Regions from separate parts of the Gasterosteus aculeatus genome. Here region 1 is linked to region 2. The links are chromatin contacts, called in public Hi-C maps. All regions are on one chromosome and are shown on one strand. The core of a region is the stretch at or near the end of the contact, and the rest is flanking DNA. Distances in the headings are between cores, read along the strand shown. Region 1 holds the start of edn1 (endothelin 1). Region 2 holds the start of smim13 (small integral membrane protein 13).

Region 1 (4,030 bases), core at 852-3,351, 130 kb after region 2:
CTGGTTTTGGACAAACTGTACTATGAGTTGTCTTGATTGCATACTATCATGTCATTTATATTGTGTCTTTTTTGACACCACATTTCTTAATTATATTTTATGGTACAATATACATGTTTTTAGCAATTTTAAATTATATAAAAGCAGTCTATCATATTGTTTATTCATTTTGACTGAATCATTACGCTGTGACGTTTATTCCAACAAACTATAATAACCGTTTTATGGAACTTCGATGAGATACTACAAAATTACTTATTATATTCCACTTCACGTGGCATTTTTACTAGGACTTTTTGAAACGAACTATAATGACATTTGACATTTTTTTTATAATGTACTGTTTATGAGATTTTTATGATATGAAATTGTTCAGGAGGAGACAACTGTGTGCCCATTAAAATGACACCACTTCATTAAAAGCCAATCAAACCGATGGCACTTACTTGATGAATAAATAATTATATTAGTTTTACTGGTACCACCTACAAGAAAAATATAAATAAATCCTCAATACGTGAACAAACACTGTCAGGCCGTCAATGAGGGAAACCTGTCTTTAACAAAGAGTTCTCCCCCCTCCTCAGGAAGCTGCAGCAAAGCAGAGAGAGCCCCCTAGAGGCCGTGGTCTGCTAGTGCTGAGGAAACAACAACAACAACAACAATAATGGTTTTGTTTTTTAAAGCGCTTGGAACCCAAAGACCCTTTACAATGTATATCCAAGTAAAGGAAACGTACTGATAAGAGAAATAGACAGAAACACTCAAAAATAATAAATAAAATACATTTTTAAAAATCGAACTGGAGAAAATTGGACAATGACACATCACGTCAGCTCTCTCATTCTATCTGCTGTCTCCTGTCCGTCTCCTGTCCGTCTCCTGTGAGCTCTGGACATATCGGGCCTCAGAGAGCTTGTTTTTTGTATCATTAATAAACAGAACAGCAATTGTGGAACACAAGGTACAGCGCAAAAGGGGCCTTATATTGACTCAAAATGGTTAACGTATGACAACAGAATCAGTTCAAATGAATACTTCCTAAAGTACTTTGATACGTACACATGTGCATTTCAAGCACTGGCTGATGCCTCTTGATTACCCGTTGAAATATGAAATCTCCAGAAAGACGACGTTGCATTATCTATTCTGGAGACAAAGGGCTCCCTCTACAGGCAGCACGTGTGCACAGAGGCGATGGCTCTCTAGTTTGACAGCATCCCTGCCTTTGAAGGGCTGACATGCCTTTACTGTTGCAAGCCAGAACATCTACAAGGTAGTATTTTAGCATTTTGATATTCTATTTTCACTTCAGGGGCATATTTGATGCACATGCGAGAATTAACGGGAGACCCCAGCTAGTTATTAGTTTGTTTGGAACCATTGTTTAATCACGAGTATCTTAAGAAGTCTCTAAACTCAGCCAATCTTATTATTATAGCGTTTAATTGTATTTTCTCTTTCCCACCTCCTCTCTGTATTCCTGGACAAATTCAATGTTGTACATTTTGCAGTAAATGGCTGCTCTTTAGATTTTCCCTGTTGTTATATATATATATATATATATATATATATATATATATATCCCCTTTATTACATTTTTAATAAATAGAAAAATATAAAGTTATCTTATATCGTTTGTCTTCCTTGCTAAATAAGTTTACATTCTCTCAACGTTGAATACAAACTCCCCTTGAGCTGTACTCCGCACTGCTTCTTCAGTACTAATTAAATCAAGCACTTCATATCTGTGCTTCGTACACTTTATATTTCTATAACACGTAAACGTCCCTGTGCACAGCAGCGGTTCAGACATCCGTCCTGTCGCTCTGCTGCCACCTGCCGGCTCAGAAGTGCAATTCCAACACTAGAGTCCGACAACATACAGGTCGCATCCACCCAGCCGGGGGTCCTCCATCCACCCAGGCGGGGGTCCTCCATCCACCCAGGTGGGGGGTCTTCCATCCACCCAGGCGGGGGCGGTTCTCCATCCCCCGATACGGATCCGAAGCCCACTGGACCTGCTCAGCTCGGTGTCACGGCCACTAACAAGCTGCGTGTCTGCGTGTGAGCCCAAAGGACACAGCTGCGCGCCGCTGCAGGGGAGGGAGGGAGGGAGGGAGGGGAGGGGAGGGGGGAGAGCTGGTGTATAAAGTCAAAGGGCTGCACATATGGGCCACATTGACAGAGAGCCTGCCGATCAGAGGAGCATCACCGGGTCCCTTTGCGTCGGACTGATACACTGGATGGTTATTTTGGCCACTACTGGAGGATTACTCGCTCTCTCGAGGACTGGAGTCATGGACATGTGCATTTGGATTTCCGCGTTGTCACTGATGCACACCTGGATTATCTGCGCAGGTAACTTTCGACCTATTTAAACCCTTTATTACACCTTCAGTTTCACTTCAGCTCACCCCTTTGGTCTGATACCACCTGTGTTACTTTTCCACTTCCAATGTGAATCATGGCCGCAAAGCATCGTGAAATACAGTTGGGTCAAAATACGGGGCATTGTTTTGATCCCGATCATCTTGTTTCAGTGCTGTCGGCGCCCGCAGCGCAGACACCCGCTGCCTCCACCGACGCGCCGCCGCGGCGCCATGTGCGCAACAAACGCTGCTCCTGCGCCACTTTCCTGGACAACGAGTGCGTCTACTTCTGCCACCTGGACATCATATGGGTCAACACTCCTGAGTAAGTCCACAGCAACGGGTCCAACACGCGTCTCCAGTGGAGACACTTCAGAAATACCGGACAGAAGATTAATGAGCAAATATTCAGTATCGATTAATTGGAGGCGATCTTTTAACTGCAAATAAAGCAAAATGATAGTTTTCTCTTGGTGCGTTTTGATTTATAAATGTATAATATTGGAGTCTCGTTGGTTTTAACCTGCTTCTGTCCCCTTTGCGTTCAGGCGCGTGGTCGCGTACGGACTGGGCAGCGCTCCCCGGACGAGGCGCGCGCTCGCGGATCCTCGCTGCCAGTGTCTGCGCCAAAACGACGTGACCTGCACAAACTTCTGCCAGCTGGAGAGCCCCCCCAGGTACCAGCCCCCCCCAAACCCAGCTATCAGCTCCTCACGCGCCTCGTGCACAGCAATAAGACACGCGCGCAGCCACGCTAGAAACGAGTCGGTGCGGCACCTGTCCGTGAGACCGGACCCCTCTTCTCACCGCGGGGGGGTTTTCTCTGTGTGATCGCAGGTATGAGACGGACACGGCGATGCGCGCCGCCGAGGCCGGTGCGTGTGCGGGGCCGCAGTGCAAACTCAAGCTGGCGGGCGACACGGACACGATTAAGAGGTAAGAAAGTCTCAAAAACTGTTGGCAGAAAGAAACGCTCGTGTAATTAGAAAGTCACTCCCTCTCAGGGAACTTATTCCGTTTATTTATTTTGCATGGTGAGCCTGCAGAGATTAAGACACAGGCAGGACTTCCAAGATGAAGTCTAAAGCAGGATATAAAACCCTGAGATTGAAGAATAGAAGACTAGAAGACTCAGTTTGAGTAATGTGGGCTATAGAGCACAAACACCATTAAACATTAAGAAGAGGAGGGCCATCAGCTGGCAGCAGAAGGAGTGTGTTCTTCATCCATTGGCCTGAACGCCGGTGACGGTCTGCTGAATACCACCCGTCCACAAAGGCGGGCGTAACCTGGGCGATCTGGGTGACTGACTGTTTCCCGTCTGTGTGTGTGTGCAGGATGAAGAAGGGCAACAAGCAGCGGGTCTCGCCTCCGGCCATCAGGGCGGCCCCGAGTCTGCTGCTCAAGAGGTGGAGGGAGAGGCAGCGCCACCGGTCGAGGGCGCGGGAGGGCGAGCGCGCGGCCCTTCACTAAAAGCCCCCGCGGACAGACAATGAGAGCCTCACGGCTCAGAGGACGCTCATCTCCTAGGGGGTCACTGTCCCCCCCCCTTTGGACTCATGGGACAAATAGTATTTCAAAAGGGACATTACTGGAAGGACGTTGCAGGAAACGGAAAGCACTGCGCTGTGTATGGATGAAGGCGGTCCTGCTTATTA
Region 2 (4,691 bases), core at 1,531-4,030:
TTCTTTGAGCTGAAGCATAATATGCAAATACTGAGGTATGTTTCCATAGGCCACATCACAATGCCACAAGGCCCCCCAGTTCAAAGGGACTGCTCAAATTTTTTATGATTAAATTAAGTAGCACAAAAGTGTTGCTTATTAATTTTCAAAAGCAATTCATATTTTGTAATAACTATTACATAGTACATAAAAGCACTCCCTGTGGTTGTGAATAAAACATCATGTCAATCTTTACTTTTACTTCAGTAAAGTCTTAAATTCAGGATTTTTTTCTTCTCACGCACCAGTTTTTACAGTTTTTCTCAGTCGCTTTGTTGCGTTTTTCACACCATCCCTAACAGGTGCAAAATAGTAAGTGCATTTCTCAGAACAATTTGTACAAACTGCAATATACAATAGATACAGTGCATCTGGAAAGTATTCACAGCGCTTTACTTTTTCCACATTTTGTTATGTTTCAGCCTTATTCCAAAATGGATTAAATTCATTATTTTCCTCAACATTCTACACACAACAACCCATAATGACAAAGTAAAAACTGTTTGTTTTTTTGCAAATTTTTGCAAATCTGTTAAAAATAAAGAACGAAAACATAACAGGTACATAAGTAGTCACAGCCTTTCCCATGACACTCAAAGTTTAGCTCAGGTGCATCCTGTTTCCACTGATCATCCTTGAGATGTTTCTACAACTTGTCGGAGTCAACCTGTGCTAAATTCAGTTGATTGGACATGATTGAGAAAGACACACATTGTCTATATAAGGTATCACAGCTGACAGTGCATATCAGACCATAAACCAAGCCATGAAGTCCAAGGAATTATCTGTAGACCTCCGAGACAGAATTGTATCCAGGCACAGATTTGTCGAAGGGTACAGAAAGATTTCTGCAGCATTGAAAGTCCCAATGAGCACAGTGGCCTCCATCATCCGGAAATGGAAGAAGTTTGGAACCACCAGGACTCTTCCTAGAGTTGGTCACCCAGCCAGACTGAGCGATCGGGGGAGAAGGGCCTTAGTCAGGGAGGTGACCAGGAAGCCGATGGTCACTCTGACAGAGCTCCAGGGTTGTTCTATGAAGAGAGGAGAACCTTCCAGAAGGACAACCATCTCTGCAGCACTCCACAAATCAGGCCTGTTTGGTGGCCAGACGGAAGCCACTCCTCAGTAAAAAGCACATGACAGCCCGCCTGGAGGACTCTCAGACCATGAGAAACTAAATTCTCTGGTCTGATGAAACAAAGATTGAACTCTTTGACCTGAATGCCAAGTGTCATGTCTGGAGGAGACCAGGCACTGCTCATCACCTGGCCAATACCATCCCTACAGTGAAGCATGGTGGTGGCAGCATCATGCTGTGGGGATGTTTTTCAGCGGGAGGAACTGGGAGACGAGTCAGGATTGGCCCAGCCAGAGCCCTGAACCCGATTGAACATCTCTGGAGAGATCTGAAAACGTCTGTGCACTGACGCTCCCCATCCAACCTGATGGAACTTGAGCGGTTCTGCAAAGAGGAATGTGAGAAACTTCTCAGAAATAGGCGTGCCACGCTTGTGGAATCACATCCAAGAAGACTTGAGGCTGTAATTACTGCCAAAGGTGCTTCAACAAAGTATTGAGCAAAGGCTGTGAATACTTATGTACATGTTATCTTTTTGTTCTTTATTTTTAACAGATTTGCAAAAAACAAGTTTTCACTTTGTCGTTATGGGTTGTTGTGTGTAGAACGTTAAGGAATATAATGAATTTAATCTATTTTGGAATAAGGCTGTAACATAACAAAATGTGGAAAATTGAAGCGCTTTAAACAATACTTGTTTAAAGCGCTTACTTTCCGGATGCACTGTATGTCTCTAAAACTAGTCAGTCACTAAATCGCTTAGTACATCTCACAAAAGTAAACATTCATGCCAATGATCATGTCAGTGTCATCAGAATGATAAACTTAGGCTACAGTTTGACAGTTACTGTATGAAAATGCACAAGGCTGCACTTCTATGGCATATATCAATGTCAATACTATTTTCATATTACTGTATGTGGGTTATAGATTGAAAGAGACTGGACAGGATAGTTTTCTCCAGCTTTTACTACTGCTACTTTATGAAAGAAACCCCCCCCCCCCCCCAAATACTTTACAGTAAGAAAAAGACGAGGGGCACAAACGAAAAAAAAAACTAAATTAGAAAAGCACAGGACACACCTAAGGCACAACTTTGCCCCCAGCACTGTTCTAGCGCTGTCTCTACACATCCAGACGTCCCGGTCTGCCTGCAATGTTTTATACAAAAGGTCTTCTAGAAATGTGTAAAACTATATGCTTGACAGTTGATGACAAACCGTTCAACAATTTTGCATGTAAAGGCTTATGCAAGGAACAAATGCCTAGATGTTTTGAGGGGTAAGACTATTCAACCAGAGAGAACCATCTACTATATTTTCAACATGAGATGAGCAATTGAAAATGTGAAAAAAAGCTGACACTTGTACATTATCAATTGCAAAATGTACCTAAGCAATTGCAATTTGTTCAAAGGAAATTGGGAGAAATTGCTTTAATGATGTGCACACGTGACTAGATGATTTGGAATTTGTACAAGTGGTATCAACAATTGCACTTTTGATCTGAGAAATGCACGAAAGAGCCTACAGTTTCCCAGGAAACGTGTGTTTTACTTGTGATCTATTCAGGGGATCACAGATCTTTGATGAAGTCTCCACCTGCTGGATCTTTGAATAATAGCACTAGTGTTTTCATGCTCTCTAAGACTGATAAGAGCAGCACTTTTCATTGCGTTGCTGTTGGAAGGTGCTACTAAACAAACCTCCCTCGCTGAAAACGTTCGTTCTTTAATATATAATATAAGTAATAATATAAGTTTGTTTTATTCGCGCATCTTATCTCTCTCGTTTACATGTTCTTGCTTATTCTGGACGCAGAGCTAAAACTACAGGTTCCATCTCCAATAAACGTCACTACCCAGAAGCCAACTGCACCTCGCGCGTGCGCAGTCAGTCCCGGTGTGATGACGCTGTGTTTGTTGTCTTAACCGAGTGTCGTCAGCTATTAAACGCATGTTGCAGTTATGTAGCACGTAGAGGGACGACTTGACCCCGCTGAACGTCGGCTAAGCCCGCAGTCCGCGTGCGGGACTCACGGCTCACCAGCTAGCGCTAGCTAGCATTGACTTAGCTAGCCCGAGGCTAGCAGCCGAGCTGGTGCGTTTGTTCCCCCCCCCCCCTCCTCTCGTCCGGGCGGCTAGCCGAGTGTCCGCGGAGCAGAAGACACCGCGCGGCCGCCTCCTTATGCTGTTGCTGGTCTGCGGGGTCCAGCTAAGATGTGGCAGAGTGTTGGTCTCACGCTGCTGGTCATCGTGGCCACGCTGGTGTGCGCGCTCCTCTTCATGCTGTTCGGTGAGCTGAGACGTCGCGTTTACGCGCTGCGAGCGAGCCGCCGCGCTTCTGTTGTCGAAGCACGAAACACTCGCTAGCTCACGTCCCATTTCCTACGGGACCACGTCCTATTTCCTACGGGAACACGTCCTAGGAAATAGGACGGGAACACGTCCTATTTCCTACACGTCCTATTTCCTAGGACGTGTTCCCCCCCTAAACGTTCGACTCTTCGTTCCCGTGTTCGGTGTCTTTGACCCGCAAGTTTCCGCGTCAGTAAGCAGTTGCTATTTTTAGTCGCAAGTCCGAACATAAGGACGAGTGCTGCTCTCCGGCCTGTGTTGTTGTCCCTCTCGTACCTGAGGAGTCCGGCTGCGCACCTGTGGGGCGCACAGTGCGGTGTGTGTGCGGAGGCGAGGGCCCCAGCTGGGGCCTCTCATGGGAAACTGGGCCCACTTCCTGTAGCTCCTGGTGTTCAGACACTCCAATTTATTTACTTAATTAAAGTAGCAATGGAGGAAGTGTTATCTGCACGTGTTCTGTAACAAAAGTGAAGCACCTCTCTTAAAAATCGGCCCCTGCATGCGTTATATAATTGTACCATTGATGTTGTTATTATCATTTTCAATCGCATGAATCTCTACAGTTCATTGCAATGTTCACAATGCAATAATGTATCTCACATCTCAACTTAAAATTGCATTTTGAATTTAAAAAATACAAACTATATATTTTTGTATATTTTTATCTGATTCACAGATTGTTGCATTTATTTTTGTGTTTAATGTAAACGGCGAGTTAAAGAGGAACTGGCAGCAACATAACTTCATCAGACATGGCAGACAGTACATGACGATGGCGTCTGGTTTGTTCAGGGGAAAAGAGGCCGGTTTCTGAGCCAAAGTCTCCCAGTCAGGTGAAACGTCATCGCTGGAACAGAACTCTGAGTTCTGCTCGACGTCCTCGGTTTAAACACAAGGTGACAGTGTTGCACTGCCAGAAAAACAGCCTCCTAACAAACCCAGAGGGCTCCTGGCACATCGCCATTAGATGATGACCTGTAGTCCACTCAGTCCCTGTGTCTGGTCTGAAGTAAATCTATTGGGACCTTTTTAGGACCAGCTGACACAGCTGAGATTTACTGAACTTTAAAGTCTGAAGTTCATGTTCGTACTGGATTTTCTTTGGTGAATCGCTGTCACTACTCCTGTAAATGGCTGTTTGTCTCTTCTCTGCCCCTCAGGTTGGTTTGTAGTCTGGCAGCTCTTCTTGTCCAAGTTCAAGTTCCTGCGGGAGCT

The links. A called contact is a pair of places that touch in the nucleus more often than the background predicts.
Region 1: a Hi-C map of whole body shows a contact between it and region 2, with 13 times the contacts expected there. The contact joins the promoter of edn1 here to the promoter of smim13 in region 2. A contact is called at or near these places in 3 of 6 Hi-C or Micro-C datasets (skeletal muscle and whole body).

The regions. Positions count from the first base shown.
Region 1 is chr10:4,125,880-4,129,909 of fGasAcu3.hap1.1, forward strand. It overlaps edn1 (endothelin 1), which reads left to right and starts at 2,102. Exons shown (of 5, transcript XM_040187992.2): 1 at 2,102-2,361; 2 at 2,544-2,697; 3 at 2,921-3,049; 4 at 3,210-3,308; 5 at 3,710-4,030. The coding sequence starts at 2,172. The coding sequence ends at 3,845. The region is part of intron 2 of LOC120826063 (a long non-coding RNA gene); the gene reads right to left.
Region 2 is chr10:3,991,508-3,996,198 of fGasAcu3.hap1.1, forward strand. smim13 (small integral membrane protein 13) reads left to right here and starts at 2,781. Exons shown (of 2, transcript XM_040189156.2): 1 at 2,781-3,414; 2 at 4,637-4,691. The coding sequence starts at 3,339.